4 separate regions of the Mus musculus genome follow, and all the other regions are linked to region 1. The links are chromatin contacts, called in public Hi-C and HiChIP or PLAC-seq maps. All regions are on one chromosome and are shown on one strand. The core of a region is the stretch at or near the end of the contact, and the rest is flanking DNA. Distances in the headings are between cores, read along the strand shown. Region 1 holds the start of Ntng1 (netrin G1). Region 2 overlaps Ntng1 (netrin G1). Region 3 overlaps Ntng1 (netrin G1). Region 4 overlaps Ntng1 (netrin G1).

Region 1 (3,124 bases), core at 325-2,824:
TCTTAAAATTTCAGGGTCAAAGAACAAAGAGAAAGGAACGGAGAGGGGAAAACTCAGGCTCCAGCCCTGGGAAGAACACTGGGAGCATTCCCTGTCTTCTCAGGTGTTGAAGGAAGGCCAAGGTGTTGGACAGGTCCTGGTGGTTGGAATCCCTCTTCCTTTCCAGGCCTCAATTTAGTAGCCTTCTGGCCGCACACCCTCTCTGCCAACATCACTCAATCCCAGCCATTGCTGGAAAATGTCCCTGCCTCTTTTAGTTGCTTGCCTTCACTTTGGGGTATTTAGCTAGTGACCCGATGCTCACAGGTACCCATTTCTGACCCTTTGTTTTACACTGAGTGAACACCTCTACTCCAGTGTCCCTAACACACACACACACACACACACACACACACACACACACACACACACACACACACACACGAGCCCCTTGTCATCTTACCCCCACCAGCCTGAGAAGCATCTTGTCAGTTCCTCCCTCAAATCCTTGAACCACAGAGACAGGTTGCTGTCAAATCCAATCACAATCAGGTGTTAGTCAAGACAGCTCCTTACATGGCTTCTTCTCTTTGCTGTATAGGAAGATCCCAGGTTGGGGAGTGCCATTAAGATGCCTATGTCTTTTCCTCATTACAATGTCCTTTTTCTAATTAACATCTCTCCCTTCCTATGTAAGTCGGATTGGTTTGCAGTTCACATTAGAAAGTAGCTAGGGGGAATCTTAGGAGAGTCTGAGACGTATTAATGGGAGAAGGAAGCCCTGGGGCCAGGTGGCTTTTGTCTGTCATGGGGAAAAACAAGGATGCAGTTGATGCAGAGCTCCTACTTGGACTTCAACTTTTTAAAGTGGGATAGGTTTCACACCACGGAGGTCCGAAGCTCTGGCTCTGCAAACTAATTCCAAGTTAAAAAATACCACCCACCTTGCTCCCAGTTAGGGTGAAGAGGGTGCGCTCCGTTGTGTGCGGGGAGGTAATGCAAGAGCAGAGGGGAGGGGGCAGAAGTAGAGGGTAAAGGGGGAGCCAGTAGCAACCGTGCTTCTGAGTATCAACAAAGATAAGGCTGTGTGTGGTCTTGTCCTAGTAGCTGGAGGTCCCTGCTCAGTGGCAGCGGTGGTGGCCAGAGCAGCAGCAGTAGAAGCAGCGAGCGGGACGGAGTTAGGACCGCTCGGAGCGCCCAGGTCTCGAGGTAGTGTAAGGTTTTTTTGCAATCCTTCCACTCGCTGGCAGTTGCAGAAGATCTGCTTTTTAAGTGAGAAGAACACGCCACCCCTCCGAGGGCTGCGGCTTCCTGGGGCTGTTTCGTCGCTCGTCGCTTTGCGGGCCCCTGGCGCTCACTCTCTAATTCGTCCGCGCCCCTAAGTTTGCCGAGAGCTGGCTGCGGGCTGGGAGCAGGGTCCCGGCCGGGCGCCGCGGGCGGGGGCTGGGTAGCGGCGAACCGCAATCCCGAAGCATCTTGGGGCCATGTATATTTCATCAAACGGACTTTGGGTGCGTCGCGTCTCGCAGCCATCAACGCTATGTTCAGTGACATTTCTGACTTGAGTGGAGGAATGCGCGAAGAAAACCGGGGCGAAATTGCTTCGAGAGGATCTTCTTGGCGCCAAGGCTAATTGTCCTGATTTATGTCGCTTCTGACAAAAAAGAAAAAAAAAAAGACCTAACGTCTTCATCTGAAATAAAATGAAAGCGGTGCCAAGCGGGATAGAGCCGCCTGGCTGCTGGTTCTGATCCCCTGGGATCCAGGGGGGGAAAATCGTTCTGCAGCTTAAAAGAAAAGAAAGGAATAGAAACAGAGAAGAGAGAGAGAGAGAGAGAGAAAAAAAACCCACAGTAAAAGTTTAAGGCGAGAAGTGGTGGCGGCGGCGGCGGCGGCGCGGGGAAGCTGCGAGCGGAGAAGGTTGCCGAGACCTCGGAAGGCGGCGATTTGGTTCCTAATCCCACTGTATTTTTGGAGGGAGAGGCACCTTTCTCATCCTCCCTTCCTCTCCGCCCACCCCTCTCCCTCCCCCTCATCTACCTGTCAAAGTCACTGATCTTTTGCATTTTGGAAGAGGACGTCAACGGGAAGGAATTCCCCCTGTCAGGGTCCCGGCTCCGAGAGGGGGCGACGCGCGACAAGGCTGCCCCAGGGGCAAGAGACCAAGGTAACCCGGGCGGGGGACTCCGGGCGCCGGGTGCTATGGGGTCTGGGGTTGTGGACTCCTCCTTCCCGCCGCCAACAGGGTGCTTGCAGGGCGGGATACCCCGGGGCTACGGTGGCAGCGGCTCAGGTCCACACCCGCCGCGTTCCCATTCCACCCGCGCCCCGTGCGCCGCCAGTGGGTCCCCGGAGCCGCGGTCTCCGCCCCACGCGGGACCAAGCTGGGCAGGGGCGCCGCCCCGCGCCGACGGCTGGCCTCCCGCCCCGTGGAGGGCCAGCGGGGGGCCCGGGTAAGTGCAGCTGGCTCCCCTCTCCTCTAGCGACCCGCGCCTTTCTGGGTGGCTCTTCTCCATCAGTTCCCTCCCTCCTTCTATCCCTCCCTCTGCCAACCCCCGGTGCCCACCGAGGGCGGGAGGGGAGATCCGGGTGGGCGAGGAACTTTGGAAAGCGCCTTAAGGAGGTAGAGCGGAGCCTGTGCGCACTCCAGAACTCGCACCGCTCACACCCACACTACATCCCAGGCTTGCGCCCAGCACCGGGTCGCAGGCTGTTGCATCCTGAGCCTCCATCCACCCACCCGCAACGCGCAGCGCTCTGTCTCCCACACACACCTGACCACACGCATCGCACAAGCTTTGTCTTTTTCTTTTTTTCTTTCTTTTTTTTTTTAATTTAAATTTTCTTTTACCAGTTTTCTCATCTGGGGAAAAAATAAATAAAAACTTGCCTTGTTGCTCGCCCTGTGGAGAGCTTTGAAGTCCCTCTTTTAATCTCCTTTATTGGTGCGAGATTAAAGCGTTACTACCACACATCGGGAAGCTGGGGAGAGAAGAACGTGGAAGGAGGGAAAGACTCAGCATTGGGAAGCTAGTGGGAGCTTTTCCTCCCATACTGATTTCGCATTATCAGTTGATGGATTCGACTAGGGACATGGAGTTTCTCTCTGCTATGGATCTGTGGATATCTATATATAATACAAATA
Region 2 (3,124 bases), core at 387-2,886, 250 kb after region 1:
CCCCTTTTATAGTGGGCTGGGCTACCTTGCTATGGGAAGGAGCTTACCTGGCTGTAGCCAGAATACCAGGAGCTTGGAACATTGTCGACTTGACTGATAGTCGCAGGATTATGGAGTTGAGGAGTTGATGAGGTATCAGGCGCTTGTACTCTGGGAGCACAGTTTATGGTTTGGTCCCTTGTAGATTTTTCTACTGGGTCTCCTGAGTAAGCCTCCTTCGACCAGAACACAAACTGCCTTTCACGGTCTAACAGCCCTCCTCCGTACTCCTTCCAGTTTCTTGTCCTCCTTTTATACCCTTTCAAAAATACTACAGAGTATGATGTGTGCTGCTCATGGACTTCTGAGTGTGGGGGCTGTCCATTGAAGCATGACTGACCTACCACCGGTTGACACCATTACAAAACAAAACAACTGTCTCTCACTCTCACATCAACTAACAGTTGCCAACAGCTCCACCAGTAGCCAATAGCACTTGCTTCTCAGCTAGGCTGATGAACAACTCCTCCCCCTGCCCCCCCCCCAATTCTAGTACTTTATGTACCTTGAACTTGAGCAGATCTTGTGCTTGTCGTCACATGTTGTAGATTTACATGTGCAACTACCCTACTATGTCTGGAAAATACCATTTCCTTGTGGTCATCCACATACTCTGACTCTTACAATCTTTCTACTCCATCTTGTACAATGATCCCCGAGCTTTGGTGGTGGTGGTGTGATATAGCTGTCCCTTTTAAGGATAAGTATTTCACCGTCTTTTATTCTCTATACCCTAACCGGTTATGGATCTCTGTGTTAATCTCAGAGATTTTTCATAAGGGTTGAAAGATGTATTAACTAATCGATGGATATAGTGATAAATCATTATGATTTGATTTAATACTATATCTAGTTAGTAGAATAATGCTAATAGATAATCTACTAGATTGTCCCCTAGGGCTTTGACCTATCTAGCCACATACATAGGCACTATCCATGATTTATCCAATAACAGTGCCAAGAATGGGCTCAGTCTTTTGTAGAGAGCCATACATCCCACCAGAAAGCGGTTGGTTACTCACATGGCCATTCACGACACTATTGTACCAGTGAGCATAATCCTGGCAGGCTGGTGGTATTTGTTAAAGCCAACAGATAAGAAAATATAAAGCCAATAACATTGGGTAATATTTATTATTGTTTTTCCCTCTGGTAGCTCCCATAGCATCAACCACTACTATGAAAGCTAGGATGAAGTTTCTAGGTTGGTACTAGTTTGATTTTTCTTTGTTCTAAGACTCAAGCATACTATATCTCCAGCTTTAGCAATAAGAGCTTACCAACAAATTCTGGAGACTAGCCAAGATTCTCAACTAAGCTAACTATAATAAACTATGTTTCCACCAACATGCATTTTAAAGTTTTTGTTTATATTTTTGTGTTTGTGCATGTGAGTACATACATGGACATACAGGTACATGTCACAGCATGAATGTGGAGGTCAAAGGATAATTTCCAAAAGTTAATTCCTTTCCAGCATCTGGGGCTCAGGGATTGAACTCAAGGCATCAGGTTTCACAGTAAGTGTATTTTCCTACTGAGCCATCTTGCTGCTCCCACACTGTGACTTTTATTAGCACTTTAAAAATGATTAATGACACCAGGCAGTGGTGGTGCATGCCTTTAAGCCCAGTACTCGGGAGGCAGAGGGAAAGTTCTAAGACATCCCAAACTACACAGAAAAACCTTGTCTCAAAAAAAAAAAAAAAAAAAAAAAAAAAAAAAAGATTAATGGCAATGAGACTCATTTTCCAGGTTTCCATGTAATTTCTTGATTAAGTAATATATGAAATCTTTAACAATTTTTATGATCATTTTTCTTTATTTTCAAATAAATTAGGGCTAGGGAGAGTGTTTCGTGACCAAAACTTTTGCCAAGCAAGTGTGAAGACTGGATTTTAGATCTCCTGAACCCACTTCATTGTTGTACAGAAGGGAAGACTTGCCTGTTACTCCAGTACAATGGAAAGTCTGAGAGACCCTGCCTCACTAGAAGAGGGAGAACAATACAGAAAAATTCCTGATGGCATCCTCAGGTCTCCACATACAGACACACACACACACACACACACACACACATGCAGCCCCATACACATGTGAACTCACACATATGAACATGCATGAGTATGCACAACACATATTATATGTACAAAAATAAACAGATTACATGCTTAGATTGCCTTCTTGTGCTTTAGACTTGTACTCTGAAGACATTTTTGTTGTCGATGTGTCTTGCAAGTACTTCTTTCCAGACTATAATTTGTCATTATTTTTCTGTTAACATGGTTTCTTTTCTTTTTTCCATTTTCATGTGTGTGTGTGTGAGTGTGTGTGTTAGTGTGTTTAGCACATGTGTGGAACATAATCTTTTGAAGAAAAGATCATTTCAATTTCAAAATTTGTTCTTGTGAATTGATTAGATTACTGTTATAATTGCAAAGTATTTTCCAACTCAATGTTATCTGTGTTTTCTTCTGATAAGTTTTGGGTGTTCATATTTAATTGTATGATCAACTTTTAAATCTTTTTTTCAAATGTTATAGATAGAAATCCATTTTTATGTGACCAACTGTTCTAGACCCAGTTAGTGTTGGAATAAAAGTACCCTTTATCTACTGGAATGCCTTTGCATTTGCGAAAAATCACTTATACATAAGTGTGTGTGTGTGTGTGTGTGTGTGTGTGTGTGTGTGTGTGTGTGTGTGTGTGTATTTCTGGACACTTCTGTTCTCTAATCTATCTTTACACCAATATCACACTGTTTTAACTAATCCAGCTTTATGAGTCATGGCGCGACAGAGTGTTAGTCTCCAGTCTTTGCTCTTTTTGCAGCATTGCTTTGGCCATTTTAGGCCTTCGATATCCATGTGAATGTTAGACTTCTAGGGTGTGTGTCAATTTCTAAAGAAAAAAGAAACAGATGCGTTAAGAAACATGTTGGAGCTCCATCTCTAATGGTATAAATGGTGGTAACTATTTCATTTCCTTGAGCCATTAAATCTTTTGTCACTGTTAAATTACCCATTTTCCCCTGGTTTTTGTCCAGAAATCTGCTGTATCTGACTCACCGCCCCATTTCAGCTTC
Region 3 (3,124 bases), core at 207-2,706, 210 kb after region 1:
AGGCATGATGGGAATGGAAGCATGCTGGGTAGGAAATAAAGAAATATAAGCAAAGAAGTAACCATTTCTAAACTGTGAAGATAGACGAGGGTAAGTGTGTAAATGGTATACCTGGCATATAGATCTGAACAAACAATGGAATGAACCCACTTAATCAGGCTTCATGCAGTTGGCTGGCCTTCAGATTCTCTTAGGTCTATCTAGTCCTCAGCAACTAGAGGTGCTGAGACTCTGGCCCTTCAGAGAGTTGTCTGCCTGCCACAGGCTAATGACTAGGCATTTGTTGCTGTTGAGTGTCAGAATGAGAAAAAAAGAAGCAATGGTAAACCTTACTTAGAGAGGCATCTAGGGTTTCAGGATGCTAACTGTGGAAAAAAAAATAACATGAATTTGTGGCTGTCTCCTCTGATTTGTGCTGTGTTCCTCGTGGCCAGTGAAAAGTCTTTAGCTATGGACCCTACTGTCAACGTTTAACCAAGGTCTCAGTGATGGATGATGACAATATCTTAAAAGCAAGTTAATATTTTTGAGAGATTTATGCCCTGCTATATTGATACCCACACTGAGCTTGGGTCCCCTAGTGTTAAGAGAAGTATGCATGGATTAGCAGGAGATTATGACAGGGCAATGAGTTGCTGTCTTCTCAGACTTGACTCTGTCTGGTCACAGTTCAGAGACAACTTAGTCAAAGACTATCAATTTCAAATGTGATCCTATTTATTCTTTTTTGTATATGCTATATGAAAATGTTTAGTATTTTTAACAATAGCACACCAACATCAAATGACAAATAACTCAAAATGACTAAAAGAATAAAGCTCAAAATTAATAGCCTGAGATTTATGTGATTCTGTTATATTAAATTCAGCTAGGTCAGTTTCTGGCAGTTTGAAGACTCTTTCATGTATAGTTGAGTTTCTAGAGATCACTATACCCCCAAAACTTTGATTTGGCCTTGTCAGAAAGGCAACCTTTCAGAGGTTTACAGTTATGAAATAACCGGTGTCAGAGCTTATTTTTGCTGTTAGAAATTCATTTTTCTATTCTCTGATTCTTTTGAAAGAAAGTGTAAAACACGTTTTCGAGCTAAGGACAGCTTTATGCATGCTCCATTGGAGTTAGACAGGCCATCTCCTAAAGGTGGCACGCCAAGAACGCTGAATCCCTCTAGACTTCTCACCTTTCTCTTAAGCCTCTCCTTAGCAATGACCTCCAGCTGCTTTTCTTTGGCCGTGAGAGTTGAGCTGGACCCAGATTCTATCAAGCTGCCTTCCCAGAGTCTCACCTCTACTGTCACTCCTGTTCACCAGATAGCTGTGAGCCTGTGAGAAGCAGCTGGGCAAAAAAGAGAGGTCCAGTAGAGGTGAGGCTCTTCCATACGGTGCTGCTCTGTCACCTCCACCCTCTGTCCAAATTCCTCGGGGCAAACTGATGCTGGCATGTACCGCACTAGGCACCAGATGGCCGGAGTATTTTTAGTCCTGGGGGAGGGACTAAAGAAGCAAGGCCTGATGGCTCCGGCGTGTCTCCAGCTTTCAAGTTATGTAAGAAATATTTGCTTATGATGGAATCACTAAACAGATAGCTGAGCAACGGTGGCTCTTGAGACCTCCCGGCATCATGATTATTTTCCCTTGAAAATTTCAGGATTAATGCCCTTTGTTATCTCTCCCTTAAACAACAGGTCATCTATACAAAGTGTGTCTGCTAGTAGATGATGTCTAAGACAAAGTTCTAAATTTTCCAAAGTATAAGCAAGGTCATTTTTCCCATACCTTGCCTTTATCATCAGCCCATGATCACACAATCACAAAATCTTATGTCTTTACATGTCTGTATCCATGAATAATAATGATATTTTTCTGCTTGCTCATTTCCAATACCATCCAAGCATTATGTAGGAATTTATATAAATTATTGTATAGAATTTGGATGGAGATCAGATATAAATGTTTGCAAAACAGGTAACAGATTGTGGTGGCACACCCCAGTAGGATTTGCTGGAGGCAGAGGTTCAAGGCCAGCCTGGGCTACACATTTTGCCGGGCAGTGGTGGCACATGCCTTTAATCTCAGAACTTGAGAGGCAGAGGCAGGCAGATTTCTGAGTTCAAGGACAGCCTGGTCTACAGAGTGAGTTCCAGGACAGCCAGGGCTACACAGAGAAACCCTGTCTCAAAAAAACCAACATATAAATACCTTAACATATTAAACTATGAAATGGAAATAGTTGAAAATATATAATGTACATATGCATATGTAGGTTTTTTTTTTTATCGACAAGTGTTACTTCACATAAAAGCAATGTTTTGACTAACGTTAGGTTAATGGGTCATTTAGGCTCTTCTTACCATGTGATAGATCCAGTATCTATTGAGCTGATGACAAAAATAAAGATATTATCATAAAATGCATTTCTCTCTTGCCACATGCTTCTTCTGTTTTCCTTTGCCTCTTCTCATTGAGTATTTATTAAGATAATAGAGGAGGAGGAGGAAGAAGAAGCAGCAGTGCTACTGGCAATCTCAGCCACGCCATAGTACTTACACTGTTCAATAAACCTAATAATCTTCACGGGCTAATTCTGACTTATGGCTGTCCTGCTTCAGTAAATCAGGGTGATTTTCTCTAGTGAATAATAGAGGAGTTCGCTGCGCCAGGACCTTAATTAAAGAGCCACTCTCTTAGTCTTGATCTCATTTTAATTTACAGGGTAATACTACAATAATATCACTAATGGAAGGTACATTAAAGGGCATCAAGTAGCATTAACTGTATTAAATTATGGTACTTGTGTTAATTAACTGCTGAAGCAAGATGGTTCTAATGGCCAAGAGTTCGTCCAGTGCATAAATAAAACGTACCCAAAGAAGAGGTGAGAGGGGAAATGAAGAGAACATGTTTGTTCTGAACATTTTTTTCCCATACAGACAGGGGGTTAAATTCAAAATTCATTCAATATATAATGTTCAAAATGTTTCTGAGATACACAGAGGGAGGTTTAGGTTTTCAAATACCATGTTTCCTTCTGAGCATTCTTCCCACAATTAAGTTAATTAAACCTGAATACTTGTCAGATGCAGTGTTCTCTTTTGCTTCTTTGAGGTAAGATTGAGGAAGTAGTG
Region 4 (3,124 bases), core at 402-2,901, 150 kb after region 1:
AGATAGCAGTTTTCATTCCAGAGAGAAATGATTCAAGATAAGACATGATATAACTTCCAGAAGGTAGAGCTTCCAGAAGATGCGATGCTATTTATTCCTCTGCTCAGTATCCACACAGCCTGGCAACTGGGATCTTGACCTCTGTTTGCTCCTTTGGATATTTTCTTGTGAGTTTCAGCTCATTGACAAAAGCCTTTGCATTTCTTTCCACTCCTGTGTGAATCCGTTATTTCCTTGAGGATCCCTTGAGCTGGTAAAGACTAGCCTCTTTGCTGAAGAACTATTTTCCAGTTTTCTCTTTGTGGTTACAGAAGCAGGATAAGCTATTGCTGTTTTGGTTTTCCCTGGTCTTTCACAGGTGCAGCGAATACTGGGTCTGTGTTCACTTGTTATTTTTTCCTAAACTTGAAGAGGGAAGATTTGGGGCTCAGGGTGGGGGGGGGGAGTTGATTACTTGGTTTTCCTCTACTTCATTTACATACAGGCAGTGATTCACAACAAAATCTTTACCTTTCTGATTGTTCTATTACCTCTTTTAAAACCCGTATAAGGGATCAAGGAAAGAAAACCCAAGGTTGAGTGACATTTCATTTGTTCATTCTCACTGCCCAGAGCCAACCTCTTAATCATTTTGGGCCTTTGATTTTATGATGTTTCCATCCTAGTGTGCATTTGCCTTGCTTTCTTCATTAGAACTTTTATATATCTGCCGGCTCTCTGCTATGAAACATGAGGAAAAAAAAGATAAAGTCATGCTACTATTTTAACTAATTCTTCTTTCCCCACTATTTGATCATTAGTGGTATTAGGTGGTCTACTCATGGTATTGGTAGCTTTCTGATTTCTTGCTTGATAAACTTCAGTGAATGTGATTTCCTTACAGAAAAACGTTCACGCCCCTACATTTTCTTTTCCCTTTCTTCACCCCGCTGACCAGCTTCTCAGTTATTCTTACATTTTCAAGACTCCATGCCTTGTCCTTTGCTCTACCCAGATCATGGGTAGGCAAACTCTTCCATGACTCTTCGAGGCATCGTTTCGTGATCTCTGGTGATGGGCAGCAGCATGCATGCGTGAGCAGCTGCTGGTCATCCCCTTTAGTGATACAGCTTGCTTTTAGGCCTTTGGTGGAGAGACCCTTAATTCTAAGTGTTATAACACTGATACAGGCCTGGGGTCAAAGGATTCCTTAGCCCTTGACAGCCGCTGGTATTCCAGTTTACTGGGAAGTCCTAGCTAATCAGAATCATCAGCCCTTGGTAGTGGAGACTTGTTACAGCTCTCAGCTGGGGTGTCTGAGCACCTTGCGTATCAACATTTGGCTGCTCTCTGGAACTCCTGAGGCCAGAACCTGTAGTTTTTCCTCTAGTGGCATTTTGTAGCCTTCTGTACTTCTTCAGCCTCGTCTCATTGTCTTCTCTCTGCTCCTGCCCACCTCCCCTTGTTCCTGCTCTGACTTCTTTAACTGTTCAGCTGCCTCTTGTTGCTACGGCCTCTGTCACAGTTACTGCTGGTGAGAGGCAGCCACTGCTGTTTTTTTTTTTTTTTTTTTTTTTTATTGTTTCTGTACTTTCTCTTAGCCTGACCCCTTCTGCAGCTGTCTGTGTACTTAGCCATTCTGACACTTACACAGCGTGGTCTGCCATCTGTTCAGCTTCACCTCTTCTTCAGCTTCCAAAGAGCCAGCCTGTCCGCAGCATCCTCATCTTGGCATACTGTCACTACTGCCTGCTGCTACTGGCCCCACTGCCACTTCGCTGTTTCTGCAGCTTCTTCTTTCAGCTTGGGAGGCTCTGCTAGAAAGAGGCAGGGAAAGCCAACTCCGGAGAAGCCTTTAATTGGGCCTAATGTTCCAATATTACAGGAGAAAGCACAGAAAATTGTCTCCCAGCTTCCAGGCCAAGTAAGGAAGCAGACTGCTCACACAGCCAGAGAAGAGACATTTGTACCGACCAGGGGAGCTCTCACATGCAAATGAAGGTTTGTGTTTCCCCAGTCACACCATAGTTCCTTTAGCACAAGCCACAGTGTCCCTCTGCTATGTCGCCAAGGTCTGGTGAAGATAAAAGTGATTGCAGGGTTATCTAGATTCCCAGTTTAAAAAATAAAATTAAAATAGTCCTAATTGAACATGTGCCTCCTGGAGCTGGAGTCATTAGCTGGGATTGTTGAATAGTTTTCTGAATGTATCTCGGGACCTCTCTGTAATGATCGTGGTGGCAGTAATGCTTTGTTGTATGACTGAGAGACCTAGGGCAACTGGGCAGAGACATCCAGCTGCCAATTAAGAAGTCAAATTGTGCTACACCCCAATATGTTCGCTTATTTACAAGAAATGAACGTCAGAAATACCTACCATAATACTTAAGGAACTTAAATCAATAAGTGATTTAAGTTTTTACACTGTTTTGGTAACAATATTTAATACCTTCCATATGTCCCATGAAGTGGTAGCCCCCCCCCCCAATCTGTTCACTGTAACAGTGTCAACTTTGGTGTTATGGTAGAATTGAATATTAAGATTACATTTTATTATTTATACTGCCAGTTTCTTGACTGTAATCACTCAAAATCACCAAAGTCAAATTGATTAGTTTACTAAAACCTCTAAGTGATTCAAAGCATGCCATGTAAGTTTTTTGTCCATATCTACTTCATATAAAATTTATACCTTTTAAATAGCAGCTGTCTTTCTTTCCTTCCGTTCTTACTGATAATGGCATGTGGTTTCACATAATCTGAAGTTTTGTCTACTCACTGTTAAAATCCATTGTTATCCCTTTTTTTTTTTTTATGGTGACTTCCTTCTTCCATTCACATTGAAGTAGAATTATAAACAACAAATAGTACATCGATCCTTACCAATCAAGGCAGAGTTCACTGACGAATCAGGAATGCCAATGAAGGTATATCTAGGTATATGACCAACAGTCCTGTTTTCCTAGAGCTAAACCAGCTGCTGAGACATAAGTCTGGCATTGCTCATTCCCATTCATCTGGGCTGATTTCATAACTTCCTAACTTTCTCATGTCCTGCTTTCTCCTTCATTTTTTTCTGGAATAACTCTTCAGCTTCCTTAGAAGGCAAAATGGGACTTTATTCTTATAAGAATGAAAAGTCTTT

The links. A called contact is a pair of places that touch in the nucleus more often than the background predicts. HiChIP or PLAC-seq counts read pairs in DNA pulled down with a chosen protein or histone mark.
Region 2: an H3K4me3 HiChIP or PLAC-seq map of embryonic limb bud shows a contact between it and region 1, with 2.3 times the contacts expected there. The contact joins the enhancer-like site here to the promoter of Ntng1 in region 1. A contact is called at or near these places in 4 of 39 promoter capture datasets (the 3T3-L1 cell line, cranial neural crest, hippocampal neurons and 1 more) and 1 of 115 datasets of contacts at active chromatin or transcription factors (embryonic limb bud).
Region 3: a Hi-C map of cerebral cortex shows a contact between it and region 1, with 1.7 times the contacts expected there. The contact joins the enhancer-like site here to the promoter of Ntng1 in region 1. A contact is called at or near these places in 1 of 39 promoter capture datasets (hippocampal neurons), 8 of 484 Hi-C or Micro-C datasets (brain, cerebellar granule neurons, cerebellum and 3 more), 2 of 115 datasets of contacts at active chromatin or transcription factors (neural progenitor cells and stem cell-derived neural progenitor cells) and 2 of 9 other capture datasets (liver and pancreatic islet).
Region 4: a Hi-C map of cerebellum shows a contact between it and region 1, with 1.8 times the contacts expected there. The contact joins the enhancer-like site here to the promoter of Ntng1 in region 1. A contact is called at or near these places in 1 of 39 promoter capture datasets (hippocampal neurons), 1 of 484 Hi-C or Micro-C datasets (cerebellum) and 3 of 9 other capture datasets (adipose tissue, liver and pancreatic islet).

Annotation. Positions count from the first base shown.
Region 1 is chr3:110,141,922-110,145,045 of GRCm38.p6, reverse strand. Ntng1 (netrin G1) reads left to right here and starts at 1,574. Exons shown (of 8, transcript NM_030699.2): 1 at 1,574-2,146.
Region 2 is chr3:109,889,278-109,892,401 of GRCm38.p6, reverse strand. The region is part of intron 3 of Ntng1 (netrin G1); the gene reads left to right. Among named protein-coding and RNA genes, the nearest start is that of Gm25681, 27 kb to the right of the region's middle. Within about 2 kb of position 1,636, at least 7 of the 459 cell types and tissues checked have an H3K27ac peak or open chromatin away from gene starts, as enhancers often do. A contact at or near this core is called in embryonic limb bud, where this site is marked.
Region 3 is chr3:109,930,748-109,933,871 of GRCm38.p6, reverse strand. All of the region lies in intron 3 of Ntng1 (netrin G1), which reads left to right. Among named protein-coding and RNA genes, the nearest start is that of Gm25681, 69 kb to the right of the region's middle. Within about 2 kb of position 1,456, at least 10 of the 459 cell types and tissues checked have an H3K27ac peak or open chromatin away from gene starts, as enhancers often do. A contact at or near this core is called in cerebellar granule neurons, cerebellum, cerebral cortex and 1 more, where this site is marked.
Region 4 is chr3:109,994,033-109,997,156 of GRCm38.p6, reverse strand. The region is part of intron 2 of Ntng1 (netrin G1); the gene reads left to right. Among named protein-coding and RNA genes, the nearest start is that of Gm25681, 130 kb to the right of the region's middle. Within about 2 kb of position 1,651, at least 29 of the 459 cell types and tissues checked have an H3K27ac peak or open chromatin away from gene starts, as enhancers often do. A contact at or near this core is called in cerebellum and hippocampal neurons, where this site is marked.